2 separate regions of the Capra hircus genome follow, and region 2 is linked to region 1. Evidence: chromatin contacts called from public Hi-C data. All regions are on one chromosome and are shown on one strand. The core of a region is the stretch at or near the end of the contact, and the rest is flanking DNA. Distances in the headings are between cores, read along the strand shown.

Region 1 (2,952 bases), core at 30-2,529:
TTTCAGTGGAAGGAATTGTTCAATACCATCTAAAAGAATCCGTCTGCAATGCGGGAGACCTGGATTCAATCCCTGGATTAGGAAGATCCCCTGGAGAAGGGAATGGCAACCCACTTCAGCCTTGTTGCCTGGAGAATCCCCATGGACAGAGGAGCCTGGCAGGCTGCAGTCCATGGGGTCTTGAAGAGTCAGATATGACTGAGTGATTAAGCACTGCTGCTGCTGCTAAGTCGCTTCAGTCGTGTCTGACTCTGTGCGACCCCATAGACGGCAGCCCACCAGGTTCCCCCATCCCAGGGATTCTCCAGGCAAGAACACTGGAGTGGGTTGCCATGTCCTTCTCCAATGCATGAAAGTGAAAAGCGAAAGTCATGGAGTGCTGGAGTGGGGTGCCGTTGCCTTCTCCGACTAAGCACAGCAAGGATGAATAATTCAGAAGTAGAAGTAGACATATTATTAAAGGAAAACCCTCGTGGCTCAGATGGTAAAAACATCTGCTTGCAATGCGGGAGACCCGGGTTCGATCCCTGGGTAGGGAAGATCCTCTGGAGAAGGAAATGGCAATCCACTCCAGTACTCTTGCCTGGAAAATTCCATGGATGAAGGAGCCTGCTGGGCTACAGTCCCTGGGGTCACAAAGAGTCGGACACGACTGAGCAACTTCAATTTCAAAATTTCACCATCAGAAAAACTAGAAAACCTGAGCCAAGAATTGACCCCCCTGGGGAGGGGGCAGGAGAGAGGTCTCTGGTGGAAAAAGACTTCTGGTGTTACACTTTACTTTTTGGCACCCCCCCCCGGATATTTATATGCTGAGATATTACATTTGTCTTCATGTTTGCAGCTAATACTTCATTTTTATTGTTGAAACAAAATGTTTTATTATGTATTATTGCTATCGTTTTAGAAACAAGTTCAATTTCTCCCCCAAATTAATCCTCTCAACGTGTTGCCTCATCCTGACGACCCTGAAGGGAAGCTGCACCTTTTGGAGTAACACTCGTGGGCCGGGGGCGGGGGCGGGGGCGGCCCGGAGCCCCCCTCTCGCAGCCAGCTCAGCCTGTCCCCTCTCTTGTGTCCAGTCAAGCCTCCCTCCCACTCCCAGGAAAAGTCTGTCTGGCAAAGTCTTCCAAGTTCAGAACCTTGGCAGACGCAGTTTGCCAGAAGGAAGCCCACGACTCCAGGAAATGGCTGTTTGTCCCTCTGCCACAGGGCAAGGGTGTTGGAAGGCGGGCCCTGGGAGAGCCTAAAGAGGACTTGCTGGCACCGCGACTCGCACCCTCAGCGGGGGTGCTGGGGACATCTGTGGCCCCCTGCCTAGGTCTGGCAGCGTCCTCCAGCTCCCTGGAAGGTACTGGGGGGTGGCAGTCCCTGCAATGTCGGGGTCTCTTCACGCCCCCCCCAGAGGGTCTGCAACCGCTTGGCCTCCTGTGTCCCCCGCTCATCAGCGCCCGGCCCCCAGAGCCCCCTCTGGAGCTGCCGACCCAGCCGCAGGCCCGGCGAGGGCTCCAGACTCTGCCCGAAGCGACTGCGTCCCTGTGGTTCTCGCCGTGAGTCACGGCGGGTCTGCGCCGCCCTCCTATCTGGGGAGCCGGAGATCGCCCTTAATTCCCTCCAGCTGGGCCCTGCAGGGCTGAGGTAATCTGTTCTGGCGCAAGAGGAAAGCAGAGTTTGTTGTGTCTTTGTTTCATTCAAATGGTTTGGATGATGACTCACTCAATTTCTTCTTTCTCTCTTTTTAAACCAGGGCACCGTCTAGAAGTCGTTTTTGATTAGAAGTTGACCTCAGAAGTATGCGCGCATCATTTTCAAAACATCCGCCAGCACCGCAGAAACCGAGCATGAGAAGGGTCGCGGCGGACGGAGGCCAGGGACTGCGAGGGGCGGGGGGCACCGGCCTCAGTCAAAGCTGGGGTGCCGTCCCCCATCAGCTGCCCGGAAAGCGCACTGACCTGGGGCCAGCCGGGGGCGACAGGGACGCTTGTCCTCGTCGTGGTCATCCTCATGCAATGCCGGCCGATATTAGAGTCGTTACAGACCACGCCGTTCTCACGGAGCTGTCCGTCCAGCAGCATCCTGTCAGGCAGGCACTCCTGGAGTTTGCGGTCTGAGCGGCGTTGTCAGTACTTCTCAGGAGCTGGGAGGTCAGAGTGGAAGGTCAAAGCCCCGGACCCACTTGGGTGGGGCTATCTGGTGGCAGAATCAGAGGTCCCCCTGGGAACACAGAGCCCGAGGCAAAGCCTGCTCAGCCCCGCGGGAGAAGCTCTGAGCCGGTGAGGTGGCAAAGGGGTGTCAGAGGTGGTGAGCAGGACGTGAGTGGGGTTCAAGGTCGGCGGTGATAGGAGAGGGGAGGAAGTTGGCTACAGGGGCTGGCCAGCAGCAGAAAGCTGAGGCTGACCAAGGTCAGTTGTGTGCACGCATGCTCAGTCATGTCTGACTCTTTGAGACTTCATGGCCTGTAGCCCGCCAGGCTCCTCTGTCCATGGGATTTTTCCATGGTAAAAATACTGGAGTGGGTTGCCATCTCCTCCTCCAGGAGATCTTCCTGACCCAGGGATCGAACCCGCGTCTCTTACATCTCCTGCATTGGGCAGGCGGGTCCTTTACCTCCAGCACCACCACGAGGCCCCATTTAACCTGCAACGGTCAGTAAGACCTATTTCCCCCCCTTAAGCGGGAGCTTCCTGAGAATGGAAACTGCGCCTCCCTCCCTTCCTTTCTTCCTCCCTCCCTCCCTTCCTTCCAGAAATATCGAGGGAATGCCTGCCATGGTCCAGGCACAGTGCTGGGCCCTGGGGAGACGGAAGCAATGCAAACATGTCCATTAGCTGCCTTCACAGAGCTGACTCTGCAGTGGGGGAGGCAGACCCAGGAGAAACAGGCATTCCCGAAGGTTGCAGGGGGAGCTGCAGAGGAAAGCAGGGAGGGGCGCGACCAGCAGGGCTGGGGGCT
Region 2 (2,914 bases), core at 283-2,782, 210 kb after region 1:
TCCCTCTGTCTCCCCTTCACCCTGCTTTCTTTGGAGGACATTGGAGTCTCTATCTGCATGTCCCCTGTCTCTCCCACACAGAAGACGATAATCATTATGAGGGCAGGGATTATCCATCTTGCTCTCCCCTGTGCCTCCAGCCCAAAGAACAGTACCCGGCACATAGTAGGTGCTCAGTAAATATTTAGCAAAAGAATAAATGAAAATATCAGCATATTCCACAGAACTCTGATCCCTTGTTTTTTGGATTCGGCAATCTTTCTGGAAGGAAGTAAAATAATATATATTCGTGGGTTTATCTAGACCCAATAAAAGGGAAAAAAAAAGTTCTTAAATCTCTTGGAAACATCAAACTCCCAATGTAAGCAAAAGAACTTGCAGGTTGAGCTCTAAGATATGAGACCTGGCTGGTCACTGAGCGTAGGTTGTGGGGCTGGGACCTTACATATGATTCAGTTACCCCAAATTTTAAGGCAAATCCATTTCAAAATCAAAACCTCAATAAGGAAAGTGGAGTGTGGCCTTACTCTGGCATTCCTACGAGAAGGCAGGCTTTCTGAAAAGATGCTACGTTGTAGATAACTCATCCACAAAAGGGGGGGGTGGGGGGTGGGGGGGATGGCGGTGCGGGGAGGGAGGGAGGGAAGGGGAAAAACCCCAGGATCGGGTGTCTTTCTCTGCTAAAGCTTCAGATGAAAACCGATCCGGGTGTGTGTGACCCTCCAAAAATCTGCCAGCCCCCAAAGTACTTAAGTTACCCGTCCGACCACAGCCACATGGAGAATGAAATTAAATCCCACGGAAAGATTTGACTTTTTTTTTTTAACATTATGCAATGTTTGGATGAAAAAAGGGAAGGGGGGACTATTAGAAGAAGAAGAAAAAAAAAACACCTCATCTTTTTCCCAGAGTTTAGCAAAGCTATTTCTAGCTTTTAACGATATATCTCACCATCACTTCATGGGTAGTTTTGAGAGGCGAGAAGGCGGGACCGTTCTGTTATGTAACCCATTTAAAGTAGGAAATTAGCAAGTCCTGAATGAATTCTGTTACTGTGCTCCGACTTGTGGAAAGTCTGGAGCGACTACAGTTCTATTTTGAGGTGAGCAAATCCATCATTTACAGATCAGCTCACAAATACCGCAGGGTTTCATGTCACCCTGAAAAGTTTCATAACAAAAACAGCTAAAGTACTTGGGGTGATGGAACATTTCGTCTCTAAACCTTATTAGCCCGAAGAGCAGCGAGGAGGGCAAGGCTTCTCAGTTGCCAATTATTCAAAAATGCAAATATCCAAGATCAAATAAATATTCATCTCACCCTGCTCCCATCTTGCTGCCTTTTTTTTTTTTTTTCAAGCTAAGTCCAGCAAAACAGTCCGGTCAACAACATAAAAAGAAATGTCTGTTTTTAACGGAGCCGTTGGCCGTGAAACAAAATTCTGAAGCTATGAAAGCAGCATCTTTAAGCAGAACCGTCAGGTATGGAGGGCTCGGCAGGCTGGTGAAAACAGGAAATAGAAAGGTCTTTGAGCCTCAGGTGCCCCCTAGCGGCGCGGCGGGAGCAGTGCCTGCACGGTCGTGGAATTTCACAGCAGGCAAATGTGGTCTGAAGCCTTTACATCGACCGCATGCGGTTAGGAAAAGTACCGTCCCTCTGCCCTGGAGCGCATGCGTCCCACATGGGCCCAGGGAGCCGCTGGTGACGCAGGCACAGCTAATGTAAAATCCCATCTCTAATCCGTAAACTGAGAACGGCCCTTTCAGCTGACAGCCAGCGAGAGGACACCAGCAGCCTGCACTGCAAAGAGCTGCTAATTAAAACATTTGGCCCGCTGGATGCTAACTGGCTTCTTGAGACAGGGAGTTTTACTGCTGGGCTCCTCTGGAAATGAAGGCTCCTACAAAGGGCAAAACTGACGCGTGCAGGTTGCGGGTGGGTTTCTCAGCCGCAACACTTCGGATGCTGGGTTGGGTGATCCTCTGTGGTGGGTGGGCTTGCCCGGTGACATGTAGGGTGACCTGCGGCATCCCTGCACGGTCCTCACTGGATCCCAGCAGAGCACACCCCACAAGCTGTGACAACCAAAAATGACTTCAGACATTGCCCGTGTCCCCTGCAGGACAAAATCGCCCCTGGTTGACAAACATACTGAATGAAACACAATATCCCCTGCATTCTACACAATAGCTTCAAAACCTCTTTTCCCTAAAACTTAAGTGACTTATTTCATGGGATCCTGAATCCTCGATCACTTAACAAAAGATTGGTGTTTAGTTGCTCAGTTGTGTCTGATTCTTTGTGACTCCATGGACCGTATGCAGCCCGCCAGGCTTCTCTTGTCTATGGGATTTTCTGGGCAAGAATACTGGAATGAGTTGCCATTTTCTCCTCTGGGGGAATCTTCCTGACTCAGGGATTGAACCCGTGTCTTCGGCATTGGCAGGCGGATTTTTTACCACTGAGCCATCAGGGAAGCCCCCGATAAAACATACTCAAAGCAATCAAAGACTGTGGGTATAAATAAAATATGAATCATAAAATAAATGTTTGCCTTTTTTAATAGAGATCATTTTTTGAAGTTCTAACATGTCTGGAATAGGCAACAGTACAGAATAATAAATAATGCATGGATTTGTGGTTTTTTTTGCTGAAATTGAAACAGTTCTTCACCCAGAGAAAAAGCTCTTTACTTTTTATGTACCACAAGACACACACAAAATAGGAGCATTATCATAAAAAGCTCTCATTCTGACACCAGAATTTCATGTTTCTGCACAAATTAAAATGATCCCCGAAGGCATAAAGTACACAAGCTTTATTGGGCAACAGCAACGGGCCACGCTGGCAGACAAAACAGAACCGTTCAGAATCACGCAGGATCACATGTGTGTCATCACGGCATCAAGAATTT

Evidence for each region. A called contact is a pair of places that touch in the nucleus more often than the background predicts.
Region 2: a Hi-C map of blood shows a contact between it and region 1, with 4 times the contacts expected there. The contact joins two enhancer-like sites. A contact is called at or near these places in 2 of 5 Hi-C or Micro-C datasets (both in blood).

Annotation. Positions count from the first base shown.
Region 1 is chr13:78,736,287-78,739,238 of ARS1.2, forward strand. No RefSeq gene overlaps it. Among named protein-coding and RNA genes, the nearest start is that of NFATC2, 180 kb to the right of the region's middle. Within about 2 kb of position 1,280, at least 3 of the 5 cell types and tissues checked have an H3K27ac peak or open chromatin away from gene starts, as enhancers often do.
Region 2 is chr13:78,943,644-78,946,557 of ARS1.2, forward strand. ATP9A (probable phospholipid-transporting ATPase IIA) reads right to left here. Exons shown (of 28, transcript XM_018058040.1): 28 at 2,804-2,914. Among named protein-coding and RNA genes, the nearest start is that of NFATC2, 26 kb to the left of the region's middle. Within about 2 kb of position 1,533, at least 2 of the 5 cell types and tissues checked have an H3K27ac peak or open chromatin away from gene starts, as enhancers often do.